2 separate regions of the Sus scrofa genome follow, and region 2 is linked to region 1. A link is a contact called in public Hi-C data. All regions are on one chromosome and are shown on one strand. Each heading gives the region's core, a stretch centred on a gene start, on an enhancer-like site or on the middle of the called end of the contact. The rest is flanking DNA. Distances are from core to core; before and after follow the strand shown.

Region 1 (7,204 bases), core at 3,410-5,909:
TGACTGGGACAGCAAACATGTGGAGCATAGGAGACAAGGTCAGAGAGGTAGGTAAGGGCCAGATAGCCAAACGTCCTTGTATCCCATGCACATCAGCTGGATATTCCTCACATACGGCTCGCCCTTACCATGTTTTAGGGCCCAGCTTAGGTCACCTTCCTGACTATCACCTTGCCTTCCCCTCCCACACCCCTGCACACCAGCTCCCTGTGTCCTCTCACAGCATCATGTCCTTTTCCATTACGGCCCTTATCACAACTGTGGTTATGTAATTATTTGTGTGATTACGTGATTAATAATGTGTCCCTGACTAGACTACATGAAAAATTCAGCCGACATAATGCCCATGTCATTTTATTCAGCTCTGCATCCCAGGACCCACCGAATATAGCATCTGCCCAAAATATATACATACACTGTATTACATGAACAAATGAAAGCTGGCATTAAGTAGCCAAGGAAGAATCCTGAGCAGGGAAACAGCAATCAGAGATGACAGTTAAACCACTCTGGCAGCAAAGGGAAGATCAGATTGGAAGGGTAAGACTAGAGCTTGGACACAGGTAAGGAGACTACTGAAAATGTCTCCAGACAAATGATGAAAGACTTAAAAATGAGGGCAGCCTGTATCTGGGAGGTGATGATGAGGATGTAACGGAAGAGACAGGTCTAGGAAGCAGAATCCAGGAACTCAAAATGCAGGGCAGGGCAGCGGAGGGGGTGGGGGTGTCACAAAGCAAAGAGCAAAGAGGGAAATCTATAATGACTCCAGTAGAGAGTGGCAGCAGTTGGGACCATTCACTCAGACCAGGAATACAGGACAGGAGCAAACATTTCCTGGGCATCTACTGCATGTTAGTACAGAGTGGAAGATTCGCTGCTAGCTCTGGAATTCTAATTGAAAAACAATTTCAATCCAACCCATCTGAATTAAAACAGATTAAAATGGGTTATGGTTTCCATTAATGGGCAACAAATTAAAGTTTAGATTTTTTAAGTTTCTTCATCATGACATTTCTTGGGTACACTGACTATGCATGAGGTATTACACTAGCCTGGAGATACAGAAATCAAAGAAGAGGTTTCTGCCTTCGAGGAGCTGACGGTCTTTGGGGTTTGAGAAAGATAACTGCATGTAAACAACTGAGAAACTGAGGCCCAGTGAGGCTTTGATGTGACCAGTTACAAGTCCTGGAGCACTGATTTCATAACCCACATTACATTTGAGGCCAACATATAACTGAGGTGGGGTCTGTGTTTAAAGAGACAGAAAGACAGACACCCCTCTCCCCAATCTTGCTTTGAGACACATCATGGTGCAGACAAGGCCTTCCGACTCTGAAGGAACTGCTGAGTAGTCGCATGAAGCAGTCTGGGGAATACAACATAACAAGTAAGGAGAGGGAAGAGAGGCCTGCTTTGTCATGAAAGAGCCTACCTGAGCAGAGGCCAAACTCTGGAGGTGCCAAAGCAGAATCTCAGGAGGCTCTGCAAGTGACAGGAGAGAAATAAATGTTCAGGGAATGCAAAGCAAGAATCCTCTTTAGTCAGGTTCCTCCCCTACCACCAGCAGCAAAGGCTCTCCCATGGGACGTAAGGCTTCAACCCAAAGCAGATATACAGAAAAACAAGATGAGGAAATGATCCACAGCATGAATAATGCAGCTCCAGATCATCCAGAACAGACAACACATTTCCAGTGTTCACTCCTGAGCCCCTAGGTTCAAGAGGTTTTTGCACTAGCTGCTCCCAAACTAAAAAAGAATACCAAATATGTCCCCTTCCATCCCCAGAGCTACTGCCCCACTCCTCCCCCTTCCTTTCCAGATTCTTAAAAAAACAAACACAAAAACAAAAATAGCTACACTGTCTCTACTTCCTCAACCCCCTTTTACCCACTTGGATCTAAGCTCTTCTTCCACCACCTGACCTTGTCTCCCTCAACCCTTGGAGCCCTTTCCCCTCTTCTCTGCCTGGGCCCTCTACCTGTCCTTCAAGACGGGTTCACCACCACCTCCTAGATGAAGCAGTCCCAAGTCAGATCATTCCTTGCCCAGGAGTTTTGCCAATGCCTCACCACAGCACTTGATCCTGTCATTGTTTACCTCAGTGTAAATAAAATTTACAATAGCATAAAGGGAGGAACTAGTTTTTATTCACTTTTCTATTGCTACCCTCCAACCCGGGGCCCCCAGAATAGCCAAAGGCTCCATGAATAAAAGATCAGAGGTTAGGTTTACCTTCAAAACTGCCACAAACCACTCAGCTTTTCCACCTAAATTGCTCTAAGACTGTACCTGCACATACATGCACACTGGGAAGTACCTATATTCTGAGTAACAGTTTTCTTATCAAAGCATCTTGGCTAAAAACTCTTAACTTTTGGTTGTTAAGCAAACAGCTTACATGCAGTAAAATCAAGTCTTTAGGGGTCCTCATCTACATTTTTAAATCCTGTAATTCTGACCATGTGGAAAGTATACTTGTACCCTTTCTTCGTGGGCAGTATAATGGGTTCTTAGGCTCGGACAAGCTGCTTCAGGAAAGAAATCAAGCCTTGTTTATATCAATACTTAGACCTATGGCTGTTCAGTATCTCAAAAAATAGGGTGGTTTCTTTTTTTTTAATTTAGTTTCACTTTCTGTATGAAACACCTATAGGAAAGTTTAGACAAAAAGCATTTCTTGAGACTAATAAAAATATCTGAAAGCCCTTTGATTTTAATAAGGACATTTGAAAGTCTTCATTTTAGGATTTTGAAATTACATTTGAACCATAAAGGCCCAATCTTTATTTATGTTCTAGAAAAATAAAAATTACATAACATCTGGGTTCTTGTATGTTTCAAACAAATCGATCCTACTGCAGTAATACAGAAAAACTCAGAATAGTAGAAAATTAATACTGTGAGAGTAACTTTTCTGCACAAAAGAAAACAATAAAAGTCGATTTTGCAAATTTAAAAAATAGAAAGGTAGCACTCTAAGTTCCCTGTCTGGAAAGCCTTAAAGATGGAATATTAAGAAAAGTTAGCACAGTGCAGTTTCAATTACTACACTGCTTCAATATGTGACCTTGGGAATGTCATTTAATTTCTTTCATTTCTAGTTCTGTAAAATGGGAATGTCGTCTGTTTTCCTAAGAGGAACAATTAGACAGTCAAACAGAAGAATCAACATGATTTTTTTTTTTTAAAGAAACTTGTCTAATTAGAACACTTTAATCACCACTTGTACAGTACATTCCTCTTCAGGAATCCAATTCCAACAGAAATATTTAAGCAGACGTTGAAGACAGATTTCCTCAAGGGAATGATTTTATAAATCTGGAGAGCAATGTAGCAAGATCATAAATTAACAAATTGATTACATAAACCTTGACAACGCTAGGCTTTAAAGTACACTGAGACAGATCCCGATAAATTAGACTGATTTGAGGCTAGTTCCCCAACCCCATACAAGGAACCTAAACTGCAGCAGCTGATGCTTGATAGGAATCCGGTGGAAATTAAACAGGCTGCCAAACACTTGCAGTTCATCACCTGCTCACCATGCTTCACCTTTCACCATAAAACGTGAAACGCATTAAGTCAGCTTTACCAGCTGCTCCTAAGACTGTGAAAATGTACTCAATTAAATGGAAAGGAGGAAAAAGTAACTTGACAGTTTGAAAAATTCTATATTCTCAGACGTCTGTCGGTTGACTACTGCTAAACCCCACCTCTCCAATACTGGACTTGAACCGAACTCCCTATAAAGCGACTGGATTTTATCTGATCCAACTGTTAGGAACAGCACAGCTCCAGGACCACCCCTCCCGGCCCAGGATAAAAGGTTGTCACTTTCCTAGATCCCAAGTCCAAGTTAAAGTCAGGAAGGCTTTTGCAAAACGGTCCAGAAAGAAATCAACAGGCGATGACTATGGAAAAGAAAGGAGGTTTTCCAATCTGAAAAATTCTAGCTGTCCCTTGGGAATGGCACTGCTCCTCCTTCCTTACCCCGATGCCCTTTCTCTACAGACAACAATATCCCCATTCTATTGTACGGCTGCAGTTTTAGCAAGGAATTCCCTTGCTGCGCCAGATTGCTAGATCTTTTGAGAAAGGAAAACACATTTGGTGAAGAATACACGCCGCACTCGGCCCGCTCCGGGGCGGGGCGTGGGGATGCGGGCGCCTCCCGAGGTGCCGCAATCCCGCTGCGGCCCCAAGGGCAGGGCCTCGGTGCGCCCGCGGCCAGCCGCCGCAGTGCCCGCTCCCGTCCGGGCCCCGCCGCCGCCCGCCGCCAGGCGCCAGGCCCCGCCGCCGCCGCCGCCGCGCCGAGTCTGGGCCGCCGCAGTCCGGGCCCGAGACGCGGCCGGCGCGGAGAGCGCGGAGCGCGCAACTTACTTTCCGCCTGCGGCGGGCGCCCCGGCCCGAGAGCCCAGCCCGGCAACCGCCGAGGCGACTAGGCGGCGGAGGCCGGCCCCACCCCCGCCCACGGCCGCGGCGCCTGACCGAGCTCTGCGCTCGCTCCTACCTCAGCTGGCAGGCGGCGTCAGTCCACAGCGGCCGCGGCGCCAAAGACTCCCTCCCGGCCGCCGAATCCCCGCACCCAGCGCTAATCATAATACCAAGCGGGCGGCGGGCCGCGGGGAGGGGGTGGGGCTGAGGGCCGATATGCGCCTGCGCGAGACATACGTCACTATGACGCGTGCGCCGGGGCCGGGCCTCGGGGAGGGCGGGGCGGGGAGCACCTGCGGGCTCCCGCGAGCGTGGTGCTGGAGGGCATCCTGGCAGCTTCTCGACCCCAGTGTCTGCGCTGCGGCTGGCGGTAGGAAGGGGCGAGCGCCGAAGCAGGAGAGAGGATGATGAAGGAGTAAGCAGTAGGGACAAAGGACAATTCCCCCCAGAAAAGTGGGGGAAATCGGAGAGAAGGGACCGCATCCTCACAGGACTCTGCGTCCTGGGCCCCGGGGATGAGGGCATTGTACCCTTTTAAAGGCTCACCCCATCTCCCGACACAAGTTTAAGCAAGAATAGGGAAAGTGTTCAATATGTATTCGTATATATATTTTTTTTCCTCTCTCTCTACAGTTTCTTCTCTCTGGGAATCCAATTTGAAGGAATTTTGTTGATTTTGTTGCTATTTAAACAAAAGGAGAAAAACCCAGCATTTGAATGCAGCGCTGGCTTTAAAGGTCACCGGGAGGCATTTGCCTAGCCAGGCGGCCTCCTCAGGAAAAGCGTGGAAAGGTGAAAAGTCGTGGGAAGTATTAAAACATGAAGTCAGGGATTCAGAACACGCCGGGCATTAACCGTACACTAGATGGTTCCGCAGCATGGTCACCAGCCGGGTGGCTCCCGCAGGGAGCTTAGCGCAGGCCAGAGGTTGGGTTTGGGAGGGTGGCAAAGAGGAGCAAGGGCTCCCGTCTCCCACTCTTGGAAGCTTGGCGCGCAATGGAGTTCGGCTCTCCAGGGTTCCTGGAAGGGAGTGACAAGCCAGATGCCAGATTTCTCCAACCTACTTTTCCCTGATTCTCCCTTGATCTCCACCCCTCCCGGAAGAAAGGAACCCTCGCAGTGAAAGACACAAGCAGGGGTAAAACAAACAAAAACTACTGCTTAGGTGCTCCAAGTTTGATTAAATCGTCTGGATGAGAAGAGAAATTTAGATAGCTTTAGCAAAAGTCTCTTTGGACCTGCAAATGTCAGAAGGCTCTTCTTTCAGACTCTCTCCCAGGTGTCTGAAGATGACTGGGAAGCAGGAGTGGATTGTTGGGAGGTGCAAACCCTCAGGGTAGTAAGTAAGGTTTTCTATTAAAGGGGGTCTCTGACCCTCAGGGCAGAGTCAAGGCTCCAACTCTGGGATAACACTGGCTTAGAAAGAATAACTCACAGCTTCTAACTTGGTTTATGGAATTCCTTCCTTTGTTGCTGGAAAATGAGAAGGCCTTGCACTTTTCTCCTTAGGGAGATATCACTACTCAGGGAACCCTGTCACCAAGTAAAGGGGTGAAATTACCACTCTAATGCTCTCCCAGAGGATTTTCAGTGGTTAAAAGGCCTCTATTGCTAGGTCTCTAGCCCCTGAGATAGAACAGTAACTACAGAACAATGGCTTCAGTAGATAAGCCCTAGGAAGAGAAAGTATTAATGTTGCTGCTGGGTCACTCAGGTTTTGAATAAATTCTATAAGAAAAACAGGGCATAAGAATAGCAAAACAATAAATGAAAGAAACAGAATAATACGTTGGTTTAAATAAAGTCTGCTCAAATTCTCTTCCACAGAGAGGGATGCCGTACCGGCCACGTGGTAAATCATTTATGCATCCCCAGTGTTTCTTGGGAAGCTGAAGTGCTGCTGGCAAGAACATGACCCATTTTCAGTTCCACACTATCAATGTGGTAACATGATCTGATTATGCTTAGGCAATATTTTTAAATATTCAAGTACAAATTAATATATGATCACTTAACTTTGAATTTAAGCAAAATGCCTTTATTGTTAATGAAGAACCCCCTTCTTCAGTCCACCCTGGGGCTTTCTCCAACCCAGGCTGATATTTTAATGTTAGGTCTTTTTATGGACCTGTAAGAAGCTTTAATTAGATATACAGCATTCTACAAAAAACGACAAGATGGAGCATGCAGGCTTGGATTACAGTCTCTGTGAGTCAGATCTCAGAAATAACATAATGCCACTGATTTAAGGAAGAAGTTGTTTATTGGAAAGCAACCAGGGGAGTTCCCATCGTGGTTCAGCAGAAACAAATCTGACTAGCATCCATAAGGACTCAGGTTCGATCCCTGGCCTCACTCAGTGAGTTAAGGATCCGGCATTGTTGTGGTGTAGATCACAGATGCTGCTCGGATTGGCATTGCTGTGGCTATGGCGTAGCCTGGGAACTTCCATGTGTTTCAAGTGCACCCTAAAAAGAAAGAAAGAAAGAAGCAACCAGGGAGATGATAAAAATTAGATCAAGATGTGAAAAGCAAGCCAATTCATGGAAGAAATTGCCATTTTTCATCTTGGGACTACCCCCAAAGTAGTGTGTATAACAAGGTTACCTTCTCTAGATACTGTTAACTTTCATAATTTATTTAAAAATTTTAGGAGTTCCCGTCGTGGCTCAGTGGTTAATGAATCCAACTAGGAACCATGAGGTCGCGGGTTTGATCCCTGCCCTTGCTCAGTGGGTTGAGGATCTGGCATTGCCGTGAGC
Region 2 (7,204 bases), core at 2,997-5,496, 340 kb before region 1:
TACATTTGAGGATTCAATTGCAAACATGTGAATCTAGAAACATCACTAGACTACTGAAGAGGCTCCATCCTGAGATTTCAGCCCTCTCCACAGAGAGGATAGTTCAAAGAGTGTGAGTAAACAAGGCAAAAATGAAAACATAGATGGAGATACAATCTTGGAGAAAAATACATTTAGAAAGTGGGAAGAAGAGGAGTTTGCATTGTGGCTCAGTGGTAACGAACCCACCTAGTATCCATGAAGACGTGGGTTCAATCCCACCATGGCTGAGTTCAAGCTGCCAATGGCTGGGAAACTTCCTGAAAATTTAGCAATAACTCCAGACCACCACTGCAAACTACCTATTCTATGGTCTACACTGTAACAGCAATTCCATTACAACTTTCCTCTAAACGCAACTGACAATCATTCTCTGGGGAGTTCCCGTCATGGCTCAGTGGTTAATGATTCCGACTAGGAACCATGAGGTTTCGGGTTCAATCCCCGGCCTCGATCAGAGGGTTGAGGATCCAGCATTGCCATGAGCTGTGGTGTAGGTTGCAGACGTGGCTCGGATCTGGCATTGCTGTGGCTGTGGCGTAGGCTGGTGGCTACAGCTCCGATTAGACCCCTAGCCTGGGAACCTCCATATGCTGGGGGTGCAGCCCTAAAAAAAGACAAAAAAAAAAAAAAAACAAAAACCATTCTCTGGGATAACTTTGCAGCAATTCACAGAAGTACACCCAACTCTTGTTACATTTAGCTTTCTCAATTGCACTGCAACTGAAAATGGTTAGATGTTGAAAGCCAAATGGCTCCTTAGGCATGTCTGTATTCACTTAAGAAAGTTATAAAGGAAACAACAAGAATCATATACTCCAAAAAGCCTTCAGAGGACCATTTTATAACCGTTTCCTTTGTTAATGTCATCTCCCCATCTAAATCTGAACTTAATAGGAAACTTAATTCAAGACTTCAGTTTTCCCACAATACACCTGACTCTTGGGATAGTTCTACTATTGATAAACCTATTTAAAAAAATTTAAGAGTTCCTGTCATGGTGCAGCAGAAACAAATCTGACTGGTATCCATGGGGATGTGGGTTCGATCCCTGGCCTTGCTCAGTGGATTGGGGATCCAGCACTGCCATGAGCTGTGCTGTAGGTTGCAGATGTGACTTGGATCCCCAGTTGCTGTGACTGTGGTGTAGGACAGCAGCTGTGGCTCCAATTCAACCCCTAGCCTGGAAACTTCCATATGCTGTGGGCGTGACCCTAGAAAAACAAAAACAAACAAAAATTTAAAGTGACCTCTGTATCAATGAAGGATTAAATAATGAAGTGAAGTGTCAGTAGAATAAGCAAGAGAAACAAGAACCAAACATTCTACTAGGCCCAATCTCAGTGAGAGGCAGCAAAAAACATGGGGAAAACTCCTTAGACTACATCCAAACACCTAGAGGGATCCACTCTATCCCTCTTACTTGCTGATGGGGCACTAGCAGTAGTCCCAGTTGCAGTCCCAACTGAAAAATGGGAACAGTAATACTGAGCACACAAGGTCAACCTTAGGTTTAATATGAACATTAGGGAACACCCAGCACAAACAGGTACTTGCCTAGTATGGTTCAGAAGGCCATACCAGCTTGTATAATGATCAAGTGTATTGGCAAGAGTCCAAGGTGATCCATCTCATCAAGGGGCTAAGGATGTTTTACAATCTGTACCCAGTGATCTCCTGCTATCACCCAAAACCATGAACTCCTTTCACAGTTGTGCCCTGGACTCCCAAGCCCCACAACAACATGAAGCCAAAGAGTCTCATAAAAGTAGTCTCAGAGCCAAAAATGCTGCCACAAACTAGGTAGTAACAAGCTTCCCACTTCCTACAAGTTCCTACTTGTGTTCACATGACATTCAGCATCTTACCTCAATATGACAAGGAAGTTCATCAACAAACCAAAACAACAGACCTATTTATCATATAAACAAAACTCCAGCGAAGAACCTAATTTCTAATATTTCACAATTTTCCCTTCTTTCCAAATACTCCTGTCTATCATGGTATTCCACATTATCGTCTGTCATTTAGGTTATTTCATATGCAAATTTCTCCCAACATCTGAACTAGAATTGTCAAAATATTAAACACATATGGGGGGAAGCACAGAAGTTTATTTACTTTCCAATATAAATGACTAACCTTGAGAAATAAGGCAGTAATGTTCACAGCAATTTAATTTTTCCCCTAATTAACTGCTATTCATCTACTGACAACTGTATGAAGTTATAGGTAGAAAAGATTCATATAAACTTAGTATATTTGTTTTTTTGGGGTTTTTTTTTTTGCTTATTAGGGCATATGGAGGTTCCCGGCTAGGCGTCTAATCGGAGCTTCAGCTGCCAGTCACAGCCACAGCCACAGCCACAGCAACACCAGATCCAAGCCCCGTCTGTGACCTACACCACAGCTCACAGCAACTCCGGATCCTTAACCCACTGAGCAAGGCCAGGATTGCACCACTACAGGGAACTCCTTTTTTTTTTTTTTTTTTGCTTAAACTTATATTTGTATATGAAAAAGCTTCCCATTAGAACCTTCTGTACTGTTGATGGGAATGTAAATTGGTACAACCACTAAGGAAAACAGTATGGAGGTTCCTTAAAAAACTAAAAATAATTAGCATATGATCCAGCAATCCTAGTCCTTGGTTTACAACCAGAAAAGATGAAAACCCTAACTCAAAAAGATATATGAACCTCAATGTCCATAGTAGCCCTATTCACAATAGCCAAGAAATGGAGGCAACTTAAATGTCTATCAACAGATAAATGGATAAGGAAGATATGGGAGGTGTGTTGTGTGTGTACACACAATGGAATATTAGCCATAAAAAACAATGAAATACTGCAATTTGCAGCAATATGGATGGACCTAGAGATTACCATACTAAGTGAAGGAAATTAAAGACAAGTATCATATGACATCACTTATATTTAGAATCTAAAAAAATGGCAGAAATGAATATATTTACAAAACAGAGACTTAAGGACAAAGAAAACAGACATGGTTAACAAAAGGTAAAACAAGGTGAGAGATAAATTAGGACTTTGGAATTAATAGATACACCCTATAATATATAAAAAAAAGAACAAAAAGGACCTACTCCATAACACACAAGTAACACAGGTAACTATATTCAGTAACTTGCAATAACCTATAATGGAAAAAAATCTGATAAAGCACATATTTTTATAAGTTTTATATATTTTAAGTATATTTTATATAACACATAAAGTATACATAACTGAATCACTGTGCTCTACACTTGAAACACAACATTGTAAATCAACTATACTTCAATAAAATAAAAATCTCAAGGAAAAAAAAAGCTTCCTATTAGACTTCTGTCCTCCCACTTCCATGAAGTTTCCTACACACGTGTCTTCTGAAAAGCAAACATACACCTTTCTCCTGTAACACCAGAACACTTGGAACCAAAGGATGAAATCATCTCCGTTTGAGAGATGATTGTGAACTGGCTATCCATACCGTGTTAACGTTCTTTTCATAAAGTGTAAGTTAAACATTTTCTGAAACCTAAAGACATCCCCGAGCCCCTTTCCCCCACTCTGGGCTCCTCCTTCCCCACAACCCCCTGTGACCCGCGGCTTTAGCCGTGAACTAGGACACTGCCCCGTAGGAAGTGCCACCACTTCCTCCAGGCTCCGGAGAGGGTTAGCCTCGCGGCACTTTCTTTCTCCCCCGGGCTGGACTGAGCACAGCGCATACCTGAGGACAGAAGCCGCGCTAAGAAGAGGACAGAAGGAGTCGGCCGTTTCCCCTGCCCGAGCTAGGGGCTGGGACGCCGCTCACCCCGCCTGCCGCGCTGGGGCAGGGCTGGGGTCCGCAGCCGTCCCTGGTCCCAAAGAGACCTCAGTGGACCACCAGCCCGCGTCCAAGTGCCACCCCTGCCGCTCGCCCCGCGGAGCCGCTTCCTTGACCTCGCGGGCGGCCCCCCGCGCGGAGGTCAAGAGCGTCTCGGCGCGGCTGGGGTCACACTCAGACCCGAAGGGCGCCCGCCGGGGTGAGAGCTTTTCCTTCGGGCTCCGCGCGGACTCGTACCGGGGTCGGACTCCAGAGCGGCCAGATAGGTTAGAGTCCTCGGGGGTGCCCGCGCTCCCGAACCCCCACGCGGCCTCCGCCGCCCTCACCTCTCACAGGCATCCGCGGAGTCCATCTCCTCCTCCTCTGCTGCCATGGCCGCAGTCGCCGCGCAGCCGTCAGGCCGCACCCCAAAGCCGGCTGACAGGCCGACTGGAATGCGCCGGGCTGCAGCCGCCCTTAAGCCCGCGGGCCGCGCATGCGTCGACTGTCCTCTGGCCTGACCTCGCAGTGCGGCCGCGCGCGTGCGCTGGAGAGCTATCCCGCCCCACCCGCCAGCTACGCCTGCGTCATCCCGTCTGACGCGCTCTGGTGCGGTCGCTGCGCAAGACTGTCAGCCTGGAGGAACCGGTGAGACTCCCTGGTTGAGTTAGGTGGTAACTAATTTCCATAATGACTGTATTAATGCCTCATTCTCTGATACTTATTGTCACGTGCTGGACACTGGACGGGTACCTAGCATTTCCCTCGGGACTGAGGCGCTACCTTCCGCTGAAGAGCCAAGGTAGTATTCGATAGTTGCTGCAATAGCGAACGGAAAAGCTTTGATGAAGGAGCTGTGGCCTGCGGCCGGCCCTTTCCTACAGGTGGGTGGCTAAGGGGAGAGGGCGACTCCTAGGACTCAGTCATTCGATATTCACCAATGTGCGGGACACTGCTCCAGGCGCTGGGGTTACAATGATGACCAAAGCCAGCAATTTCCGTCCACCCCACGCTCTATGCACCTAGGAGAAGGTAAAGAGTCAGCATTTCGGTACTTAGAGTTCTTGAAGGGGATCGCTAATGTAAATAGCAACAACGCTTGACCTGTTTTCGAGTCTTCCTCATCAGCTTCTACCTGCTTTTGTAGTTGCATCACTCTCTACTAGTCATTAATTTGTATTTACCTTTCGCCTGCTAAGTGCCCGCTCTGTTCTAGGCACTGAGAAACAGTGAATTGAAATAGGGCTTGTGCCTTAAAGGAACCTACGCTAATATATTATGCTTTGTTTTAGACACAGTTCATCACTCTTCCTAACTCTTCTCTGTCACTGCAGCCCCTTTTTCTCTCCTCCGAGTCCCAATAATCCAAACTATATGTCACTTATCTGGTACTCAGATTTTCAGACTTGTCTAATTGTTATGGCTTTTTAATGGACATTTTTGAATATTCTTCCAACTACACTAAAAGTTCCTTTAGGATGGGGGTGGTGCCTTCTGTGATTTAGTGGGGGGTGGGAAAGCAACTCATAATTCCTTGGGCATACCATCTCCATCTATCAGATCATATCCTTCTGGCGGCACTCTCTATATGGGCCAAACTGGTTATTGTGGACTCTCCTGCATAGAGTACAGTCCCAATCCAGTGGTGCTGATTCTAGTATCAAAACCTAAGAATGTGACAGCAACTATGGCAGCACCTTCAGAAAACTGGACTAGAGAGTATGCACCCTCAGAAGTCTTGGACATGGAGTCTGCTCTCATAGATGCCTGTGGCTACTGCACAGTTTTAAAAAAATCATTGATCCGGTACTGATATTTATCCAGAAATTGACAGTGCAGTGTGTAGGGCTATGGGACTTCATGATCTTCTGCAAATCTGGGGGTAGCTCTGGCCCAGGCTTCATCTTGTTGCTGGTAGAGGAGTTGTCTTTGACTTTGGCAAGAAGTTGAAACTGGAATCAACCATCTGCCTAGCCCTCAGGATGCTGCCAGCAGTGAAAGAACCCTGATGCTCTATCCACATTTCCACACCACCCTGGAGCCTTTGGACTATGTCTTCCTGGGAGAAAATGAGGCCAACATCTATTGATGCAACCTGTACCTGGACAGCTCCTTCTACACCAGCCTCAATCACTGCTTAGGCCAGATCATCTCTATCACTGTCTCCCTGTATGCCCTGAGAGCAGACCTCCCTGAATTCCAGGCCAACCTGGTGCCTTATTTCCAAATCAGTTTCTCTTTGGCAATGTGCTAACCAATTACCTTGATTAAGCAGTACTTACTTTGGGGGATCAGCCTAATTTGAGCCCTCAAGGCGAATACATGGCCTGCTCTGCATGCTCTACCTTGGAGCTGTAGAGTCCAAAGAACTAATGCTTCTCTTATACAACCAAGATCAAGTGTACCATAGAACTGATGACTGGTGCTACCATATGATTGATGACTGGTGCCTCGTTGGTTTCAAGGTTGGCTTTTATTTATTTATTTATTTATCAGCTGTGGTGTGCAGCGCCTTGATGTGGGATCTCTATTTCCAGGCCAGAGATTGAACCCAACCTGCAGCAGTGAAAGTGCTAAGTCCTAACCACTGTATCACCAGGGAACTCCCGAAAATTTCAAGGTTGTCTTTAATTTCTAGCCCCCCTCAGCAGTGATTCCCCAGGGGAAAGGCTGAACAATACCATAGCCATCATAGGAGTCTGGGCCTTTATCATAAATCTGCCAAGCTAGCACTTGCAAACAAGAATGAGAATGAGGGATGGAGGATTTTCTGAGGACTTCTATGGCCTGGCTGCACTATAAATGTTTATAAAGTTCTGTAATTTAACAGTAAGAAAGCAAGCGTGGCAGGGAAATAAGGACATGGGATGTAAAGGTAAATGGTAGCTGGATCGGGGAGGGGGCTGGTACCAATCAGCTATTGATCTTGGTGGGTTGGGGTGGGGGAGGGACCACATGATTAGAGCTTCTCAGACTCAAATCTGCATGCAAACTTCCTGTGGATTTTGTTAAATGGCAGATTAACTCTGTAGGTCTGGGGTGGGGCCTGAGATTCTCTTTTTCTAACTGATTCCCAGTGACGCCTATATTCCTGCTGCTGCTAGTTAGCAGACTGCCCTTTAAATAAAACCATGGAAATGTTCTAAATCCCCAGTTTCTACTCTAGTAACCACAAGCCACATGTATCGATGGAGCATTTGAAATTTAGCCAGTGTGACTGAATTTTCAATTTTAATTAATTTAAATTTTAAAAGCCCTGTGTGGCTGATGCTCCCATGTTAGACAGCAGGGTCTCAATCTCATAGTCTTCATCTATGAGAATGAGAGTTTGAGACTAGATGATTCCCCCAAGGTCTCT

Evidence for each region. Hi-C and Micro-C count contacts between places; a contact is called where the count stands out from the background.
Region 2: a Hi-C map of embryonic fibroblasts shows a contact between it and region 1, with 1.6 times the contacts expected there. The contact joins the promoter of ABHD5 here to the promoter of SNRK in region 1. A contact is called at or near these places in 1 of 47 Hi-C or Micro-C datasets (embryonic fibroblasts) and 1 of 2 datasets of contacts at active chromatin or transcription factors (alveolar macrophages).

What each region holds. Positions count from the first base shown.
Region 1 is chr13:26,666,663-26,673,866 of Sscrofa11.1, reverse strand. It overlaps SNRK (SNF-related serine/threonine-protein kinase), which reads right to left and starts at 4,659. Exons shown (of 8, transcript XM_021071714.1): 1 at 4,519-4,659. The coding sequence starts at 4,607. It overlaps LOC102166555 (a long non-coding RNA gene), which reads left to right and starts at 4,741. Exons shown (of 2, transcript XR_306751.3): 1 at 4,741-4,857; 2 at 5,076-5,292.
Region 2 is chr13:27,003,373-27,010,576 of Sscrofa11.1, reverse strand. It overlaps ABHD5 (abhydrolase domain containing 5), which reads right to left and starts at 4,246. Exons shown (of 8, transcript NM_001012407.1): 1 at 4,194-4,246. The coding sequence starts at 4,240. ANO10 (anoctamin-10) reads left to right here and starts at 4,414. Exons shown (of 13, transcript XM_013981531.2): 1 at 4,414-4,494.